6 separate regions of the Mus musculus genome follow, and all the other regions are linked to region 1. A link is a contact called in public Hi-C, HiCAR-type and HiChIP or PLAC-seq data. All regions are on one chromosome and are shown on one strand. The core of a region is the stretch at or near the end of the contact, and the rest is flanking DNA. Distances in the headings are between cores, read along the strand shown.

The links. A called contact is a pair of places that touch in the nucleus more often than the background predicts. HiCAR-type assays count read pairs that join an accessible place to other places. HiChIP or PLAC-seq counts read pairs in DNA pulled down with a chosen protein or histone mark.
Region 2: a HiCAR-type map of embryonic stem cells shows a contact between it and region 1, with 2.6 times the contacts expected there. The contact joins two enhancer-like sites. A contact is called at or near these places in 2 of 115 datasets of contacts at active chromatin or transcription factors (astrocytes and embryonic stem cells).
Region 3: an H3K27ac HiChIP or PLAC-seq map of embryonic stem cells shows a contact between it and region 1, with 6 times the contacts expected there. The contact joins two enhancer-like sites. A contact is called at or near these places in 1 of 15 datasets of contacts at CTCF or cohesin (embryonic stem cells), 29 of 484 Hi-C or Micro-C datasets (the Ba/F3 cell line, the C10 cell line, CD8 T cells and 4 more), 3 of 115 datasets of contacts at active chromatin or transcription factors (astrocytes and embryonic stem cells) and 1 of 9 other capture datasets (embryonic stem cells).
Region 4: an H3K4me3 HiChIP or PLAC-seq map of embryonic limb bud shows a contact between it and region 1, with 6 times the contacts expected there. The contact joins two enhancer-like sites. A contact is called at or near these places in 1 of 15 datasets of contacts at CTCF or cohesin (the NIH/3T3 cell line), 1 of 484 Hi-C or Micro-C datasets (palatal mesenchyme) and 15 of 115 datasets of contacts at active chromatin or transcription factors (acute myeloid leukemia, craniofacial prominence, embryonic basal ganglia and 11 more).
Region 5: a Hi-C map of uterus shows a contact between it and region 1, with 3 times the contacts expected there. The contact joins the promoter of Skap2 here to the enhancer-like site in region 1. A contact is called at or near these places in 10 of 39 promoter capture datasets (the 3T3-L1 cell line, 3T3-L1-derived adipocytes, the HPC-7 cell line and 6 more), 38 of 484 Hi-C or Micro-C datasets (the 3T3-L1 cell line, CD4 T cells, DN3 thymocytes and 22 more), 12 of 115 datasets of contacts at active chromatin or transcription factors (acute myeloid leukemia, astrocytes, differentiating embryonic stem cells and 8 more) and 3 of 9 other capture datasets (adipose tissue, embryonic stem cells and liver).
Region 6: a contact with region 1 is called in a Hi-C map of cerebellum, with 3 times the contacts expected there. The contact joins two enhancer-like sites. A contact is called at or near these places in 1 of 15 datasets of contacts at CTCF or cohesin (the NIH/3T3 cell line), 4 of 484 Hi-C or Micro-C datasets (brown adipocytes, cerebellum, embryonic stem cells and 1 more) and 2 of 115 datasets of contacts at active chromatin or transcription factors (astrocytes and differentiating embryonic stem cells).

Annotation. Positions count from the first base shown.
Region 1 is chr6:51,590,731-51,594,002 of GRCm38.p6, forward strand. No RefSeq gene overlaps it. Among named protein-coding and RNA genes, the nearest start is that of Snx10, 68 kb to the left of the region's middle. Within about 2 kb of position 1,666, at least 187 of the 459 cell types and tissues checked have an H3K27ac peak or open chromatin away from gene starts, as enhancers often do. A contact at or near this core is called in DN3 thymocytes, adipose tissue, cerebellar granule neurons and 21 more, where this site is marked.
Region 2 is chr6:52,077,392-52,080,663 of GRCm38.p6, forward strand. No RefSeq gene overlaps it. Among named protein-coding and RNA genes, the nearest start is that of Halr1, 24 kb to the right of the region's middle. Within about 2 kb of position 1,715, at least 42 of the 459 cell types and tissues checked have an H3K27ac peak or open chromatin away from gene starts, as enhancers often do. A contact at or near this core is called in embryonic stem cells, where this site is marked.
Region 3 is chr6:52,034,650-52,037,921 of GRCm38.p6, forward strand. No RefSeq gene overlaps it. Among named protein-coding and RNA genes, the nearest start is that of Skap2, 24 kb to the left of the region's middle. Within about 2 kb of position 1,547, at least 8 of the 459 cell types and tissues checked have an H3K27ac peak or open chromatin away from gene starts, as enhancers often do. A contact at or near this core is called in embryonic stem cells, where this site is marked.
Region 4 is chr6:51,169,643-51,172,914 of GRCm38.p6, forward strand. No RefSeq gene overlaps it. Among named protein-coding and RNA genes, the nearest start is that of Gm32328, 4.8 kb to the left of the region's middle. Within about 2 kb of position 1,444, at least 215 of the 459 cell types and tissues checked have an H3K27ac peak or open chromatin away from gene starts, as enhancers often do. A contact at or near this core is called in craniofacial prominence, embryonic basal ganglia, embryonic limb bud and 3 more, where this site is marked.
Region 5 is chr6:52,010,791-52,014,062 of GRCm38.p6, forward strand. Skap2 (src family associated phosphoprotein 2) reads right to left here and starts at 1,759. Exons shown (of 13, transcript NM_018773.2): 1 at 1,545-1,759. The coding sequence starts at 1,611.
Region 6 is chr6:51,975,980-51,979,251 of GRCm38.p6, forward strand. All of the region lies in intron 4 of Skap2 (src family associated phosphoprotein 2), which reads right to left. Among named protein-coding and RNA genes, the nearest start is that of Skap2, 35 kb to the right of the region's middle. Within about 2 kb of position 1,567, at least 3 of the 459 cell types and tissues checked have an H3K27ac peak or open chromatin away from gene starts, as enhancers often do. A contact at or near this core is called in cerebellum, where this site is marked.

The sequences.
Region 1 (3,272 bases), core at 416-2,915:
ACCTAAGGTCTGTGATTTTTTTTTTTTTTTTTTTTTTTTTTTTTTTTTGTAATTACTGGTAATTTCTCATTGAAGAGCTCTGGTCAGACTTGGTTTGAGGCTCCCTGCGTTGTATTTGCTCTGCTTTGGCTGTCAAAACAGCTGAGCCCCAGCAAGCGTCTTCAAACTGACTTTTTGGGGTCTAGATAGTTCCATTTCCAATAGGGCTTTGTTTTATGCTCTCATGTCTGTAGGAAAACAAGTAGCTAAGCATTTAACATGTAACTAAGCAGAGGATACATTTAGTGTTATTTTAAATGTGAATTAAGCTTTAAGAATCGTAGTTCTGTATGTCTTATGGTTTACAGTCAGCAAAACTCGATTTTTCTGGATTTTTCTGCAGGTACAGCACCTGAAAGGTCATAATCCTTTGTATTTTGTTTTAGAGTTGACTTTATACGTAGCTGAAGGTGTTGGCAGTGAAAGTCAACAACCTGTTACTTAAGACTTAAAGTCTCCTTTGCTACAAAGTGATTTTCATTCTAGTTAAAAATTTCAGTTAAAAAAAAAACACTAGGGGAAACCACAAATGTTTGTCTTCAATCATTTGCCATTCCTTAAGATACTAAATATATTTTGCCAGAGCTCTTCAGGTCTACTTCAAATTATATTTAACAACAAATACAAACAAGTTATTAGCAACATGGAGAAGTAAACGCATAAAACTTCTTACATGACATTAGCACTTAATCAAATTTATTTAGTTTATCCATGTTCTAGCCAACAGTGGCAGCTGGATGTTGTCTTGAGCCCAGCTTCTTTATTTTGTTGCTTCTTTAAGGGTTTATTATCAAGTTAAATGTGTACAATAAGGTTTTCAGGATTGAGCCATTTTCATGAAAGGCCTAATTTTTTTTTTTAAGTACAAAAATTAAGAAGGCTTATTCTGTTTCTAAATTGTCTTTTTAAAAAATATTTAAATTAGTTAGCTGGTGCCGGATGAGTACAACGCCGTCCTTTCCACCGAGAAAGCATTTATTTCAATACAGTTTTGTTTCTGAAGAAAACCATTTCTTAATTTGCTATGAACACATTTTTAAACGTAAAATGTCTGAACTTAGTTGTGGCAACTTGACATTCATTAAAGGCATAGATACAGTTTTCTTTGCAAGTCAAGGCAAGAAATGCAGACATTTTAATAAATGGAGCTAAAAATAATTTAGCATGTAAAGAAACAATTCCTTTGGAGTTTGATACATTCACAATGGGTTCAGGGCTTTGTTCTTGGCTGGACGCGTTTTACAGTCCAGTCACCACTGTCAGCCCTTAAGTCAAACCCTTTCCCTCTTGCTGGAAACTTCTAGGTCCTTGTTAAAAATAGTGCACTGGACATTAATTTATTTTAGCAGCAAAAACTCTGGTAGTTCATGACCCTTTTCCTTCAAAATTCCAAAGACTTATTTTCAAAAGATAGATTAGAAAAGAGGGAGAGAAGAACACTAAGCTACAAAAATTTGTGCGGAATCCACTCTGCTTTAAGCAAAAGAGAAGTAGAGATGCTGCAGAAGCCAGCAGGCTCTGAGTGTCATAGCGCGTGGATTTCGACTCTTACCTGGACCTTCTTTATAGCTCAGTCCCCCACCCCCGTGGGCCTCGGCTCAGCAGCCCTCAAGCTCCTGCCATCCCACGCATGCTCCCGCTTCCTCGGTTGGGTAACCCATGGCAACCGCCCTGGTAACCCATAGCAACTGCTCTGCGGAACTGAGTGGGGGATGGGAGGAAGCCATTTGGAGTGGGCGGGTGGAGAGCGATTTACCATGGCCCACCTGCCTCCGGCACCGCCAGCGTCCCGCACCCAGACAGTGAGGACCAAACAAAGCCACCGCACACGTGCCGGGCGTGGGTGGGGGAGGCACGTGGGCCTTTGTTCTTCAGACCGCCGCCCTCCGAGAGAGTGCACATGGCTCCATCAGCTCCAGCCTTAGCTGACCCCACGCTGCGCTGTGCGCTTATTCCCAGGAGCCTGGAACCTTCCAGACCGGAGCCCAATACGCTAACCTTCCTCTCTTGCCTGACCCGGTTGGGCCCAGGAGCGGAACTTTCGTCCCTGGGAAAGAATCGCGTGCGTCCAGGTTCTGGGTCGCGCGTGGGGAGATGTAGGTCCCCAAGCTGCTGAGCCAGGTCACTTGAAGCTGACCTGCGGTGCGAGGCCACGGGTGGACGGACGGGGTCGCTGTCGGGCAGCGTGGCGCGTTGATACCCTGCAGTCTATGCCCAGAGCATCATCTGCTGGCTTGTGCTCTCCAGACTCTAAGCCTGTGGTGAGATGGTTCAGGCTAAATCTGCATCGGGCCAGAAAGCAAGACAGAGGGGGTGAAGGGGGAGATGGCACTAGGTGTTGAGAGTCATGTCACGGCAGATCACAGTCTACCTAGCTGTGACTCTAAGCTCATTTGGACAAAAGAAAAAAGAAAAGAAAAGAAAAGAAAACATTTGACCTGGATAATTTTGTGGTCCTCTGAGTCCTCAATTCTATTTTCTGTAGGTACATATCAGTTATAAATCTAAATAGCAAAGCCATCAGGAGCATCCTTTTGGGTGATGCTAAAACTACACATGTACCATATACTCTTGTATAATGTGCCTCTCTTTTCAAGTTAACTAGGTCCAATATGGGTTACACACTTAATAGTACTCTTAACACCTGACGAGAAGCTGGACTCAGATTTTAATCCTCTCATTTTAAAAAAAGGCATATTCAAAGGTCTATATTTGCTAGTATTGATCTTGGGGAACTGGGTTTATTTTCACAAACACAACCTTCTGGCTTCTTCCTGCAGAGCATGGGTGCCAAAGAGTCTGTATGTCCTGCTAGAGGCAGAGCAGAGGCGTCTCACCGTCCAAGCGGGTGCTCAGTACAGTTCCAGCCCTCAGCACGGTACTGTGTTAGGAGCCCTGTACTTTAATCTTTTTTTTTTCTTTTTTTAACAAAAGCAATTACAGAAAAGTGCACATTTAACGTGTGACATTTAACATTTTTGCCGTGGCAGGCAGCCTCCACTTAAATGGGGCCTTTCTTTGGAACAACAGGAGCCAAAAGGCCTTGTGTCACGGAGTAATGTAAGACACAATCAGGGCTGCAAACGCACAATGAATCGGGAAGGATTTATGTAATTAATTGACCAGTCTTAACCTGTTATCGTGATGTAAGGAATTTGGAACTCATTAATTTGGGCTCTGACAGATTTCATATTAGAACTGGCAAATATGGATTGAGCCTCTTATTCTTGTAG
Region 2 (3,272 bases), core at 465-2,964, 490 kb after region 1:
GCACATTAGCAGAGATCAAAGGACAACTTGTGGGACTTGGTTCTGTCCTTCCACTGTGTGGATCTCGAGGATAAGTCTCAGGTCATCAGACGTGGCAGCACGTACCTTCACCTGCTGCGCCATCTTGCCAGATCCCAAGACCGCGCTTTCTATGGCAGAATGCCTCAGCCTTCTGTCTGGTTTACCTTGCTCATGAATTATTGCATAGTTATTTTAATTGCCCATTTCCCCTATCTCTTGCATCTTTCTTTCATTAAAATGGAAGCTTAATAGAGTATTGTCTTTCCAGGACTCAGCAAGTATTCAGAGCACAATGAAACTACTGTGTACCACAGTAAATCTACACAATCAAATCATGCTTTGTGGATGAAGTACTGAAGAGAAAAAATACTTGAAATGCTTTATTTTTGTTAAATATGTGACTCAACTTTTTCTATGTGATTCAGCAATAACAACTCCAAAAAAACTCAAGACATATCTCTCTCTCTCTCTCTCTCTCTCTGTGTGTCTCTCTCTTTGTCCCTCTCACAGGTGGGCCTCAATAGTCTTTATCCTTCGATCTAGGCTAATAGCAGATATTATAAGGGCATTTTGGACAACATCTTAGTTTTATAGCGGAAGAAAAGAGTAAGAACATTTTGAAGTACAGTGTGGGGCTAGAGAGGTTTTAGTCACTTTTATACCCACCACCGAGTCTGGAAGTTTTCACTTCAGTTAGGACACTGGGACCTATAGACGACAGGCAACCAAAGTAGATATGTACCATAGAGACAGAAACACACTTCTTGTCACCACGATTTTTATTGAGTTAATTCCTTAAGTTTCATATTTTCAGGGTTGTGTACTTGGTATTTATTGGGAAATGTTCCAAAGAAGAAACTTCTGAGGCTAAAGGTTATTTTGTTTTTTTCCTCAGCATTTGAAACATGCAAGGGAAGAAAGCACCAGTTTATTTCTTAAAGGGGGGGTGGGGATCAGGTTTGCTCATGTTCTGCCTTCTTCCTTAGATACATCATGTCCATTTCTGATAGCTTAGTAACTCTATGATCAGCCGCCTTCTTCAACAGTTGTGCAATGCCTGTGTGAGGCTTTAGGAGACCTTTCTCTTTCTGATAGTCACTACCAGATGCAAACAAGGGGATGTGTCCCCGCATGCTCCTGTTGTTAAACAATAAGCCAAGTAAGAGGAAAGCAAGATTGATTTAGGTAATAAATCCAAGATACTTGTTGAATGAAGCATCACACAGATTCACGTTGTGCCTTGTCCATCACCAGCCAATCAATGACACTTGGACCTGGGATGACCAGGTCAACTTCTACCAAGCTCGCACTGGGTAGCGGAAATGCAGAGGTCACCTCTCAGAATGACACTGACTGGGTGGAGCTATGGTGATTCCACAAGCCTTGGTCATTGTCTTGCTTAGTAAGAGGCTTCCTGGACTCCAACAGCTAAATACTAACTCACTCAGATCTCAACACCAGGGGAACAAAAAGGCCTTTGGGATATCAACTCCCTGGTGACCCAGGTCTGACTAGAATTGAATTTCACTCTGCTTAGACCCTGTCGTAAAAAAAAAAAAAAAAAAAAAAAAAAAAAAAAAGGAAAGAAAAAGAATAAGGAAGGAAAAAAAAGGCCTTTGAGTGAACCCTGTTCTTTCGTTAGCATGTAAATGAACATGAATGTGAATGTAGCCAATGGATGGCTTCTGCCACCTCTCTCCTCCCACCTCTCCCACTAACACTCTTTGTTAGTGACTCAGACTCTGCTGCGCTCTGTTGGGAGCCGGTGTCGCGCATATTTACTGTTAGTTTCTCGTGCTTTCCTGTGTGTGCCTGTCCTAGCTCATAATCCTTGAATTTACTCTGGAGATTTGGAGATGCCATCAAATCTTCAACATCAAAAGGCTTAGCATTTTTTTGTTTGCATTTACACGCAAAGCTTACAAAGTTCTCAGGAGGGACCAGGGAGAAGAGCGAGCGTTCTTCAAACCCTTGTTCGTGGTTAACTGTCAAAGCCTCAGGGTGAAATCACAGAAGTTTGTTTTCACAGGGAAGGAATATGATGTTTTAATTTCAAGTTTTCTTAAAACATAATGGTAAACATGAACAATATTTCTTTTTCTTTTCATCATCTTAAAGTAAAACTGTAGTTGTTAGTCATGGCTAAAAAGGCATATAAACCCATCAACTCGTTTTCTCTCTGAGAGATCAGTGTTGAGGCTGCCTTGAGGATCATAACTGAAGCAAACAAAGTGGGGAAACTGGTATTTTAGGCACATTACTCTAAGTCACTCAATCCCCAGAGAGAGCTTGAGCAACAGCTGTAACTTTGATCATCTTAACACTGTTGAAAAAAAAATAGTATGTATATCCCTAAAATTAGCCACGAGCTGAGGGAGAGAGTAGTAAATTACGTTCTTTAATCTGCCTGTCTCGCTGTAAGATGGCTCAATTAACAACGAAACCATCTCAGCAGACCGCACTGAATCAACTCAGTAAAGAGACCGGGATTTCAATCTTCCAAATCAAGAGTCCTACTATATTATAAGGTATGTGTGCTTATTAAATTATTTTATACATCATTACTATCAAAGTAAAATTGATTTAGTCACTGAAAAAAATCTAAACTCACTTCAAGCGGCTGGTTTTAGTTTTTGAAAGATTTATTTTAGTATACCTATGTGTGTGTGTGTGTGTGTGTGTGTGAGTGTGTGTGTGTGTGTGTGTGTATAGAGGATTGAGAACAGTGTCCCAGTGTGTGTGTGTGTGTGTGTGTGTGTGTGTATAGAGGATTGAGAAGTGTCCCAGTGTGTGTATGTGTGTGTGTGTATAGATGAGTGAGAACAGTGTCCTAGTGTGTGTGTGTGTGTGTGTGTGTGAGTGTGTATGTGTGTGTGTGTATAGAGGATTGAGAACAGTGTCCCAGTGTGTGTGTGTGTGTATAGATGAGTGAGAACAGTGTCCCAGTGTGTGTGTGTATAGAGAATTGAGAATAGTGTCCCAGTGTGTGTGTGTGTGTGTGTGTATAGATGAGTGAGAACAGTGTCCCAGTGTGTGTGTGTGTGTGTGTGTGTGAGTGTGTGTGTGTGTGTATAGAGCATTGAGAACAGTGTCCCAGTGTGTGTGTGTGTGTGTGTGTGTGTGTGTGTGTATAGAGGATTGAGAACAGTGTCCCAGTGTGTGTGTGTGTGTGTATATAGATGAGTGAGAACAGTGTCCCAGTGTGTGTGTGTGTGTGTGTGTGTATAGAGGATTGAGAACAGTGTCCCAGT
Region 3 (3,272 bases), core at 297-2,796, 440 kb after region 1:
TACAGTCCAGGTACAGGCCCCCACGGGGATGATACGATGGGTTCACTCTGATGTACCCCAAGCTCCTAACATTTTATCCCACCTCCTTTCTAGTGTCCTCAGATGGCTTTCCTACAATGTCTGTATGCCAGCCAGCAGGGGAGAAAGAACAATAGGGAGGGAGGGGAAGGAAAAGGGAGGGAGGGGGATCAAGCTTGAAATAGTTCTAATTTTGAAAATATCCACTAAAAAACCTCCATAATGCAAGGTACTAGGTGATTTCTAGGTAAAAGCCTTTGGTGTTCTCTCATTGACCTTATAGACGTTGGGTGGTAGGAGAGGGGTAGAAGGCTTTGCAGTATATTCCGCCGTTATCTAATACTCAGCCTGAGGTGATTGCTTCCGTGTGTAGGCGGATGCATGCCTCTCGCTCAGCTCCATTGATTTCAATTCCTGACCAACTCCTGTTTCTGTGACCTTCAGAGTTCAAGATCATAGCTAATATTATTAACAGAAATCATCTTAACCAGGAGTGTAATAATGGATTTTGAGGAGTTGTAAGGTGAATTAATATTCCCTAGCTAATTTGCCTAAGGCTTATACAATAACCATTGAATTCGGGGATGCATCTCAGTGTGACTCTGTCAGTAAGGGAAATAAAAGCATTGCCACTCAAAGGGACATCTTGTTTGCAATTCAATTTGCTCACTTTTCAACCAAATTTAGCACTGGGAGAATATTCTGTAATGACTCTTGATGCATGCCTTATTGGTAAGTGAATATATACCCTTTAAATATTTATTGGAGGTCTTTTAAACGGGTGCAAAGATAAATCAATACGAATGTGAAGATCTATTCTTCCTGCTAAATTATTAGTAATCATCACTCTATATGCCCCAGTGCTGTTAAGGTGTGAAGGGATGCAGGGGGACTGGAGAGAGTGTCCAGCATGTTAATATGCCTAATGCATCCTTATGCCAAAGGCACATGACATAATTCATTACATATTATGTGACTTCCTGGCATAGCTCATAGGAAGCCATTTGAAAGTCATATTACTCGTGATATGAATGCCTCAAGATTTTAGCTTTCTTAGAGTCATTTATTTAAGAAATATTTTCTTAAAAGAAAAATTTTAATAATCTTGAGAACTAAAATAACCACTAATTTAAAGAAAAAAAACTTAAATCATTATTTTCCTTGTAAATAAGGCCATCTTGGGTTCTGTATTTGTCAAAGGCAACACGGCCACACCCCAACCCAAACCTCCCCACCCCCGCCCCTACCCAGGCCCTTGGTGACATCACATTCCCAGTGATGAAGAAGCTCCCCCTCACTCCAGCAACTACCAGCTCATCCACTGCTTCCAGAGTTAACCTCCTGCAATCGCATCTAGAGGGGTTCCTCCCACTGCACCTCCTAGAAATAATGTGTTTATTAGAATGCATTATTTAGATCCTAAAGCTATGTGCAGCCCTGTAATCCCAGCAACCCAGGAGGCTGAGGCAGGAAGAACTCAAGGCTGATTCTACCCTGGGCTACATAGAGAGACACCGCCTCAAATGAAAAGATGGGCTGGGGAGATGACTCAGCAGTTAAGAGCACTGGCTACTCTAGGTTTAGTTCCCAGCACCCACATGGTGTCGCAAAACCATGTATATCATCTAGGATCCAGTGCCCTCTTCTGGCTTCCCCAGGAACTGCATGCATATGGTGCACTTGCTTGCAGGCAGGCAAAACACTCATACACATAAAAAATTAATCGTTTTAATTTTTTTAAAGAAATTAAACGAGGAAAAAGGAGATGAAGAAGAAAAAAGAAAATGAAATTAAAGAATTCTTACTGTGCGTGAGACAGTTTGCTGGGCAAGCATTAATTCAACTGTCGTCATAATTATTTCATCTCCACAAACTAAGTCATCAGTTTCTAAGCATGCAACTAAGACGTGGGGAGCCAAGTTCAGGTCCTGTGGATGCGGAGGTCATACTCTGTGAAAGCTCTGCCCAACACTACTGGTGTCCTCATCTGCCTCCATCTAAACCAGCGGTTCTCAACCTTCCTGATGCTGCAACCCTTTAATACAGATCCTCACGTTGTGGTGACCTCCAACCATAATTTTTTTTTTGCTACTTCATAACTGTAATTTTGCTACTGTTATGAACCATAATGCAAATATCTGTGTTTTCCAGTGGTCTTAGGCAAACTCTGTGCAAAGGTCATTCAATTCCCAAAAGGGTCAAGGCGCACAAGTTGAATACCTCTGATCCAAATGATATAAGCTCGGAGACATATGGGTGAAGTTATGAAAGGCTGTCACCCATGCTCTCTACTTCTGTGTTTTGTATATAAGAGCTGCTCGCTCAGATTCCCTAAATAAATTCTAATAAATAGGAAAGAGGATGTGGAAGCCTGCTAACCCTAATTATAGTTTCCTTTTTAAACAGCCACTTTCCCAACTCATTGGTACAGATTACAGCCTACATATAACCCACAAAGAACAAAATGTGGCTATCACTAAGTTCAGAGGCCCTTATTAGCTGCTCTGTCCTAAGGAGAAATGCTGTGAAAATACCACATGATGAGCAGGCTAACAGGGGGCTTAACACTTCTGACTTGCTAGAAATATGATGGCACTTTAAGCTCAGCTCCTCAGCTGGTGAGAGCTTTGTCTAAACTACAAGCATCCCAGCCTTCCAAGAATTACTACCATAATATTTATTGAGCAATAACAATTGCTAACTGCAGCTCAGGCTGTTGAATTGGACATCGTCTCTACCCAGGAGAATTGTGATTGAAATTGTGCAGGTCTACAGAAATGTAGGGAGAAAAGCAGTGTTCTTGCTGTGTTCTTCTTACTCCTGCCCCCACGTGAAGTCCATAAACAATGCAATCTGTCCCCAGTGACACTGAATTAACTACTCAGCGAAGATGTGTTAACTTCATCTCGAGCTGAGATGACAGCGTCTGAGATGTGACTTCCCATATACACTCCAAACGAGTTAGGGCAGCTTCTCAGGGTGATTAATACCCAAACGTAGACTAAGATGCACAATCAACGATGTAGCCAAAGCTGGCACTGGGAAAAAAAAAAAAAAACAACAACCGTGCAAGAACCGTAAAAATGAATCGTTCTCTCCTAATAGTGCCCCTCCCGCCCGCTCTCTTTACCCCGAAGGGCTCCCTCCCACTTTCAGCCAATCTCTACTCAACAGTCTGCAGACAATGAACCAATTAATGCATCATGGCTTACTGTTAATTTTAACTAAAGTAATCCATGTATGTGGGTTAAGAA
Region 4 (3,272 bases), core at 194-2,693, 420 kb before region 1:
TTTTGTAGGACGAGGGCCTCGTGGCTGGATTCTGAGTGATTTTTTTTAAAGTAATAAATATGCCTTTTTCAGAGTTATTTTTTGAAGACTGGGTACGATTTTAAATTTCATGACTATTAGGTATAGTGATCCAAAGCGGAGTACAGGGGTTTTTGTGGGTGGGTGAAGAGGCCGCGTGGTCAACCCGTAATATGTTCGTGGAAACTGCAGAGCTCGCCTGTCAACTTGATTTTCTTTTCTTTCTTCCCTTCTCCCCTCTGAAAATACCATTAGCTCTTAGTCTGGCCTTGGGGTTGTGGTCGCACGAACACCTCTCTTCCTGATAAGTCCAAAGAGAAAAACATATACACTGGAGGTGCCAGAGATAAAGCTTTCCCGGGGTTTCATCCTCGTGTCTTCCGCTGGAGTTGGCAAAACAAAAGCGCTGCCCTAGAAACGATACTAAAGCACAGAAAGTCCTTCCTGTGACCGAGGTCCCAACACGAATCGCTGAAAGAGCCGGGTGTGTTAACTGCAAATGTGTCCGAAAGCAGCAACGCAACCTTCGGCTCCCGGGCTGCGACCAGGCAGGCATCTGGGGAAAGGAAGAGTGGTCGTTGGAAAATTAAGCTTTCCCCTCCAACTTTAATTTCACTTTAATTCCTAAAAAACCGAAAATGACACTCCCGAAGCGCGGCCGCCTCGATCCCTTATGGCCGCCCAGTTCCCTTTAAGGAAAAGTTTTTGCAAACACTGAATGTGTAGTTTACTCTAAAACTTGACTGGGCAAAAGTCTCAAGAGGAAGCTTCCCATTAAAGCAACAACCAACAAACTGATTTTCGTAATATGTAGCTTTCTAATAGTACAAGGGTGTCCCACTTCACTCGGTTATAAAATATAAAACTGTTTGGTTATTAATTTTTCTAAATTACTTGCAGAATTTGGGGAGAGTGCTGAGAGGCAAAGAAAAGATGAGCCTTATGCCATCTGGCGGTAACACGTGGAACTTCACGACAGCCACCAAATTCCACTGACCTGTAGGTCTGAACCTACAGGGATTTCTTCACCAAACGGCTGTGTAAACTTCGTCCTCTTGAGACGAAGAAGGACGATCTTCGTTACAGAAGATTAGATTTGAGGATAAAAATATTAGCAAAAACAAAAAACAAAAACAAAAAAACGGGGATAGATTCTGAAAGTCTGTAGCCACATAGATATTTTTAAATGAACCATCATACCTCTTGGGGAATTTTTAATGATCATTTATATTCAGTGACAAAAAAGTTTAAGAAAGGCTAAAGCGAGCAGTAGAATTGAGTATTTCGTACAGTTTGGCAGTAGTTTCTGCAGTACCGGCTACTGAACACGTGGGGGCGTACTCAAGTTTCCTCTGATCTCTGGTAATATGATTCCTTCACTTATTTGCATGACTTGTTGTGATTGGATAATATGTTTTAAAAACGTCAATTATACGTCAGACCATAGTTAGCCAATCAGCAGCCTATTGTAGCGTGATTGGTTTCCACTAGAGGTGTCAATCATCCGAAATTTGCATACTAGTCCTCCAACAGGCTGGAGCCTGTCAGTTTGCTGTGGCTGCTAGAAGAGCAGGAGTCGGACGGAGAAGAATGAAAATATACTTTTGCTCTAGCAAAGCGAAAGAAAAATATCGTTTTTACTCATCGTTTCAAAAATTAATTCAGCTATATATCTACCTAATAAAATAAGGACTTTCAATGAAACAAAAATAAGCAGCTATCAAAGCCTTGGTTATTAATTTTAGGTTTGCTGCTTAAAATATCAATAAGTAGTCAAACGAATAATAAAACTCCTAAAATTAAGCTAACAATTTTTTGTTACAAATGATCATTGTCAAATTAAAAATGAATATGACATTTATAAATAAATGTATTTACAAAATACTGCTTTCAGTACATAGGCAAGCTAAAAGCTTGGCTTCGTAAGAAAAAACACAGAAAAGAGAATCTAAAACAACATTTTTTACTTTATCAATAATGACACGCTTAGATCATCCTCTCCTCCGTATTTATTTACCGTGCATTCACAGACTGGAATGCTTTTGTTTGCACATTTCTCCTCACATAAACACTTTTTTTTTAACGGAAAAAAAATCTGTAGGGCCTGTGAAGAAGTCATGGACAGTTTTAAATTTAGAAATTCGTAAAGCCAAACACTTAGATTCTCGACTAGATCTTCCAGGAATATTGTAATTTAAAACATGCCCAGCTTCACAAGGCGTTTATTATTGCCCTAAAATACGTGCAGGAAGGAATCCGCGGCCGGCCGGAGTGAGGAAACAATCCGGGCCTCTCGCTTCCAGACGCTGGAATTTGGATGCAAGCGGGCAGCGGCCCAGCGGCTGCAGCTGCAGACACCGGCCCTCGCCTCTCAAGAATTTTGTAGCAGGCGTTAACAGGCATCTACACAAACCGGGTTTGATCCTTCTGTATAAAGCCGGTCCTGGAATGATTTCCAAATTTTCCACTCAGTAGTGAGCGGACTTGTCCTTCCGCGGTTTTGTCTTTTTGTTTGTACGTATGTTTGGGGATGGGGCGGGTAGTTTTGTTTGTTTATTTGTTTGTTTGGTTTTTTTTCTGTCACTATTCTTTAGTGGCTGCACTTTTCTAATTTTCTTCCTTTACGTATTTTTTTCCTCTTTATTTATTTTTTTTCCTTCCACCCAAGCACTCTTACAGTGTGTCTTTTTCTCGGGCCTCTTCGATTACAAGCCGCTTAGAGAGCTGTGGCAGATGTGTTTGTGAGAAGCCACACAGGGCTGGAGTGATGCTGGCTATTAGTGGAGTGCCTAGGACTACGATACCTGGGACATTGAGGGCTTGAATTGTGTGCTTTTCCGGAAATGCACGAATAACACGGCTATAAAAATAAACTTCTGGCGATTTTAAGTGGATTCCTAGAGGAAAGCAAGCCTCCTATTTCTCTTTACTCCCTACCAACAGTTAGCCTGGTGAAGACCGTCCTCAGTGAATCCCTTCCAGGCCCTCCTAGAGGATCTGTGGAGGACCGGGCACAACAATCTGACTCAGCGGGAAATGCCTGCAGCTAGGACTGCACCCCACCAGTGTCAGCACCCACCACCTCGCCATAGGTCTCTTTCACCTTAGCTCTCTTCCTTCTCCTTACACCTCATTTCTTTCTTTCTCTCCCCCCCTTCCTTTCTCTCTCTCTCTCTCTCTCTCTCTCTTTCTCTCTCCATCCCTCTCCCTCTTTCTTTTTTCTATGTGTCTCTGTCTCTGTGTGTCTCTGTCTC
Region 5 (3,272 bases), core at 509-3,008, 420 kb after region 1:
GAAGTTAGGATTAGCAGGTAAATGTATAATCCTGCTCTCTTTACAGGATACAGGAGAGAGCGAAAACAGTCTGTAATCTGTGAGGGTCAGTGGGTGACGGCTGTTGTAGTCATACAACATAGGATGTTGGAAGAGTGACTGTGGGTCCAAGCTTTAGAAGCAAAACCGGGTTGTTATTTTTTTTAATTACAAATATGGACAACCTAAAAACGATGACATTTCTGGAACAAAACATTTTTCTGATCTAATTATTAAGATATTTTTCTAAACATGCAATTCCTGCATTGCCCCTCCCGCCACCCCATAAAATGTTAACTGTAATGAGACCAAACTGGTACTCCTCTAAGCTCTCATATAAGAAACTAAAACATTTCCTTAAATCAGCATCGACAGTTCTTTCATCATTTCTCTTAGTGCTATCCATGAATGATGAGAAGCATTTCTCAGAGTGACATAGCACACCCTCACCCTGCATCATGTTCATACAAACACAAGTCTCCATCCACACATAATGCAAACAACCCAACAGCTTAACAAGGTATTCTATGATGCTTGGTCTCATACTGTTGCAACTGTAACTTACTAGTTCAAATGTACCTTTTAGAGGACATTGTTTTTAACGATTAAAACACACAGTTAACAGCACAGGCATCTAAGCGAAACTTTTTAATCCATGATCTATATTGAAAGGAATGTTTTAGAGACAACCAAACTAAAATTATTCCATTTCCAGATGTTAGCATCTACAAGACAAAGTATATGGTGGTATCTAAGACCATCAGGATAGGTGAGACTTGTGATACTCTAAAAAGATGTATTTTTTATTTTGTGCAGAACTATCGAGCTTTTCTTGATGCTTAGTGGAACTACACACCTCCAGACATTACTGACCTAACTGAGGAACTGAGGAACCGCATTTCAACTCCTACAAGTAAGTTCCTATAAATGGGAATGTAAAACCAAAAAGGGGAAGATGAGGTTGCAAAGATGAAGTTCCTTGATCACATGATACAGGAAGTAGGAGTTTTAACACAGCCTTCCTTTTTCACTTTTAATAGTTACTGAGGCTTTAGAAATAGTGGCTATTTGAAAATCGGGCACCCTTCAAAACTATAAACATGTTTGGCCTGACTGTTCAAGAAAATGGGGGTGGGGTTGGAAATAGTGCCTTTTGGCCTCCTAACTCCCAACACCTGCGGCCCTGCAGATGCACCTGCATCCTTACTGGCCAGGCCACCCAGGCAGGACCTAGTGCTTGGACTTCTGCTTTCGCAGTTCTCAAACATGCATTCATCAACATTTGCTGTCCATCTCCCGCCCTCACATTCCGGTCTTCATGAAACGCATAACTGTCCGGCTGTCCAGGGAGGATCAGCACATTTCAGCATACACGCCCACTCCCTTCTAGTCCCGACATCCCAGTCCCCCTATACGGCCCGCCCCCCACCGTCCGCATAGGGTGAGGGCTAAGCGCTTCTGTCCCTGTCGGCTCGCCGTCCCCGCGCCCCCGCCCCTAGCGTCACCGCCCCCTTCCCGCTCTTTACCTGCCAACAGGTTCCTAATTTCCTCAGGGAGAGGGCCGGGAGAAGAGGTACAGCTGGGGTTGGGCATGATAATGGCTTGGACCTAGACTCGCAATAGCGGTCCGAGTAAGCACCGAGAGGCTACGACTCCGGACACGGCCCGTCCGAGACTGCCAACAAGGAAGTCACTAGCTCTCCAGCCAGCGGTCGCTGGACGCCGGGCCCTGCCCCCTCCCCGCCCGGGAGAATTGGGCGGGGCTATGGGTGAAGGGGCGGGGAGACCGGCCTTAAAACCTGACTGCGCTTGCGTAGACCTTGCTTTCTGACTGTCCGAAGAAAGCGCCTCCGGGTAGACCACGCCCACACACAGCCGGGAAGGCCACGCCCATACGCGGAAGCGAGCAGGAGGCGAGGCCTCCGAAGGAAGGGAGCGAATTGGAGCTGTGTCACCTGACCGGCCCTTGAAGCTCGTCCGCGCCATTTTCGTTACTGGTATGTCAGCCACACCTCTCTTTCTCCAGGATTCCGGAAAATAAAGCCTCCGCAAGGCTTACGCACTTTCCCTTTAAGGGGTCATCTAAATACTGGTCTTTTCCACCAAGGTTTAAACCCCCGTCTGGTAACCCACCAAGAAGTTTCTACCATTACCCCCCAACTAGCATGGCTTTCTTTGTCCCACTAGATGAAGGTAACGGAGTCCCATTTTCCGCCAATCCTTCCTGAGAGTCTTAGTCCTAAAACGGCGGAGCGTTCTGATTGGCGCTGACATTACTTTCCTACTTATTCTTGGTGTGGTTGATTTCTCTCGCTCTGACGGAATTAGTTCTAGATAATATCCTTTTAGGGTCAGGCACCTGAAATGTGCCAGAAAGCCACCTGTACCGTTGCCCGCTCTAAGTATTTTTTAATTGCAAATAGTGGTTAGAACAGGGAAAATATAAAATTTACTTCAATCTAGTCAGCAAAGGTTGAGTCTTTCAATATTACACGTTTACACTTAAAATCCAAAAAGTTCTGGGTCCTTTAGTCTTTAAAATGGGTGGTGTGTGTGTGTGTGTGTGTGTGTAGAAATGATAATTACATTCAAGTGCCATCAACCTTTACAATCCATTAAAACCTACTGTGTAGACATATTTGTCATGTAGATGACGCTACCAGAGCTACTTAAATACAAAAGAGGATGATACGAGTCTTCAGAGAGGAACTGACAAGGGAAAACATTTTGAATGTAAAGTGTGTATTTAGTTAAAAATATGCTTGGAAAGGTGGCTAATGATACACATCAAGTTGCACCTTCCACTTTCCTTTGCCAGGCACATCATTTTCAAAATGACATCTGAATATCACCTACCTACATTGGTAGAAACAAACAGTGGTTTGTTTGTTCTTATTTCTCCTAAGTTGTGCTCAGAATGTTGTGTCAAAGCTCCAATCAGGAGTATGTTTGTAGGAGGCACAGTATGGTGTGGGGGAAGGGGGTGTCTCTGTGAGACATGCTGAGATACCAGCACAGGAAAGTATAGTATAGAATATTTTGGGCATGGGGAGGGGAATTGAGTGGAGACAGAGAAAAGCAGAGAGAGGGGGAGAGGAGGGGAGAAGACAGGAGAGGAAAGGAGAGGAGAGGAGAGGAGAGGAGAGGAGAGGAGAGGAGAGGGGAGGGGAGGGGAGGGGAGGAGAGGCAGGCAATAAGCATGTGGAGAGCACAGGGAGGGGCATGGAGAGAGAGGGTAAGGAGCAGGAGCAATA
Region 6 (3,272 bases), core at 317-2,816, 390 kb after region 1:
ATCAACCAATGGCAACAGCAGCATGCTACAGCTCAGGCTACAAGAAATTGATCAAACAGGGTAATGAGACGATTTCTTCACGGAGGTTATTTTAAATGAATATAAATATTTTCTTTCTACATAATTTGCCACTGAAAGGTCACTGAACTCTCTGTGATTTCAAAGAAAAATGTTCTACTGTCCTCTTTACATATCCGAGTTTGAGATGAAGCCAACAAACAATTCGAGGCATTTTTTGGTATTAGAGGCAAAATCTAATGAGCTGACATTTATGACAGCAGATGAATTGTGATGCCTAAACTTCAAGTTAAATTATAGCTAAAAACTGATCAAATGATGCTACTTTAATAAATAGAAAACTGATCATGATTTACCAATTAAAAACACTTATGAGTGTATTTTTGTTTAAGAAATCACAATTAATCTCTAATGTGAGTAATTCTGAGAACATGAATCATATGTATGCCTTCTTAGCTCAAGTTATTAAAATTTGATATAATTGTTGTGAATTATTCAGTGAAGAATTCATTTTTCTATAGCCCACCTCCTTCTGCTAGACAGTAGAATAAAATGCATGTTAACCATTCCAGTCAGCACATGAATCACTCCAGTGACATCTGATTTAGCTCTTCTCCCCGAGTGACATTCACTGCTCCTTTTCTTCACATACTTAGAACCAAAGGAATTATTAACAACTGGACCTTATCGTCACATCACAAGCAAATTACATCAGTTTAGCCGTGCATTTTGCTCAACATTCTGAAAATGTTCTGCAAAGTCAACTTTGTAGTTACTGCTTGCTAATATGGTGGTATGAAAATAATCCCCACTAAATCAGTTCATGAGTTTCAAATGTCCTTATGCCAGCAACTAAAAAGACTCAAGGTATGCATTTTCAACATCGGTATCCTTTCGTTATTATGAAGCAACATAGATTACATAGCATCTAATTAAAAACAAACTCAAGAGAAACACTTTCACATGAATGAGCAACTCTTAAAAACTTCCTAAAGAATATGAAGATCATGTTCCATGAAGAATTAACACAAATGTGATCAATTAAGTCCCTGTCGAAATGAGCTACTTTATAAAAAGAACCCTTAAGAGTTTAAGAAATTAGTTTTATAATATTTACTTTAGAAAAAAATATGTCTGGTTTACTATGTGTTATGGAAAATGGCTTAAGTTTTATGAATACATGCCTGGACATATCTTTTCAATTATTGAAACTCAGATAAACTTTTCATAATCATTTTTTGATTTGTTTATGGATGTTATGAGACATGAAAGTAAAACCCCTCATCTACAAAATGAAACACAAAATATAAACAGATGATCATTTTCAAAATGACAGATGAAGAAAGAAAGACAGTAATGCAGATGTTAGAGAGCTATCTGCACACTAACTGAGATTTCTAAATATTCATGTTAGGGTCATGAGGGCAATCAAAATGGGATTTTAAACACACATTCAAGTAATTTTCAAAACAAATGCATGTGCTCTGAATGAAAGAGAAAGCCTCTACCATTAACTTGAAATTAATCTGTCTTGAAAGGAGAAGCTGCTGAAGAAGCCGACAGAACTCAGGAGAGCCCCCAGCTGGCATCCAGAATCTGTTTTGGTGTGTTCCATTCTTTTCACGAGAAACCTTGTTGTGCTCTCACAAACACCAGAGAAGGTTCTCTAAATAATAATCAATAATTAGTTGCAAGGAAACAGGATCAAGCCACAACAAACCACCTATAAGTTGTCTAACAATATGACAAACTCATCTTGTTTATAGCAACCACAAAGAACCAACATAACTTGTGGTGCCAAGAAGCCAGATGGTACTGCTGGAAAAAATTAAGTCTACAGATTGGCAGCTCGACCCTATGAGTATTGCCCAAGGGAGGGCAGAGTGGAAGAAGAGCGGGAGGCTGCGTGTAGTGGGGATAAATCAATTACTACCACCTCACCTCCTTCCTGTGAAACCCTAATGACAGATTCTAAATACCATGCCAGTGGGTTGTTCAGGGCTTAAACAGTCCAAGCATTACTTGTGAATGATAAGATATATAACTAAAAGATAGAACATAATTTCTGTTTTCAGCACTGGCCTAGTACTAAAACCTTGACCCAACCACAGAGAATCCATACGCGGTAAGCACTGAAGCGTGTTTTGGAAGAGCTGTCGGTGAGGGGGTGTTACTTTTGTTTTTCTGTCTACCTTCCACTTTGTTTTGTATTTGATGATGGCATTTGTTAAGTTCTGTATGTTTTCTAAGAGAATTCTGCCTAGGTAATGGCTCCATATGCTAGTCTCAGAATTAAACAATTGACCTGCAGGCTTTATTTTTATTTATAAAAATTCCTTTGTTTTTGTTCAAAACACAATTTCCACTGTGTATTATCTATGACTTGCTAAAGAAGCAGCAATATTTCAAGACATGTTCCAAGTAAATTTTACAGTAAAAAGCACGCACACTGTTTTGCTGGATGATGCTGGGAAATGTCTGTCTGCTGTCGTCATGCTTTTGCAGCACAGGACAGTTGGGCATTCGGTGATGTCTCAGGGAGCTTAGGCACTACTACCATCTTGGACCTCCATCACTTGTGAACATGGGCACACGTGCATACATATGCACACACATGCACAAACACATGCTCACAGACACACGGCTACTTGGCATTAATCCCACTTTTATTACTCAGAAACTGAGACACTATAAAGAGTTAAAGGCAGAAAACTCACACGACTTTTTTAATTCCAAGAACATATAATTTACAATATAAATGTGCTGAGGCATTTAATATATTAGCAATTACACTGACAGATGGCCTTTGAACTTTGTCTCAAGTACCAATCAGTGACAGATCAAAATAGATTTCATTAATAAATAAATTTGATAAGGCAAGGAATTTTTCTGGTTAATTAGTTTTTAAGAGCAAGAATGAGTTTATAAAGCTGTTGGGAAAGTGTAGGTGAATCACACATGCTAACCCATCCAGTGTTCCCAAAACCTAACAAGCTGAGGGACAGGAGACAGCACAATCCATGTGCTATCAGAATCCCTAACACACACACACTGACAACCGGTGACAGAAAGTTGACTCTGAGAGGATCAGCCTTACCTAGGTGATACCTAACTCACTCTTCCTCACCTATCAAAACTGCATATGTGCTTCAAATCCTTTGTCTGAATCATCCTCTTAGGTCTTCAAATAATTGTTCGACCTTTGTATTTCTGGGCTAACTAAATAACAAATTAATAATGTTTTTTACAGTCTT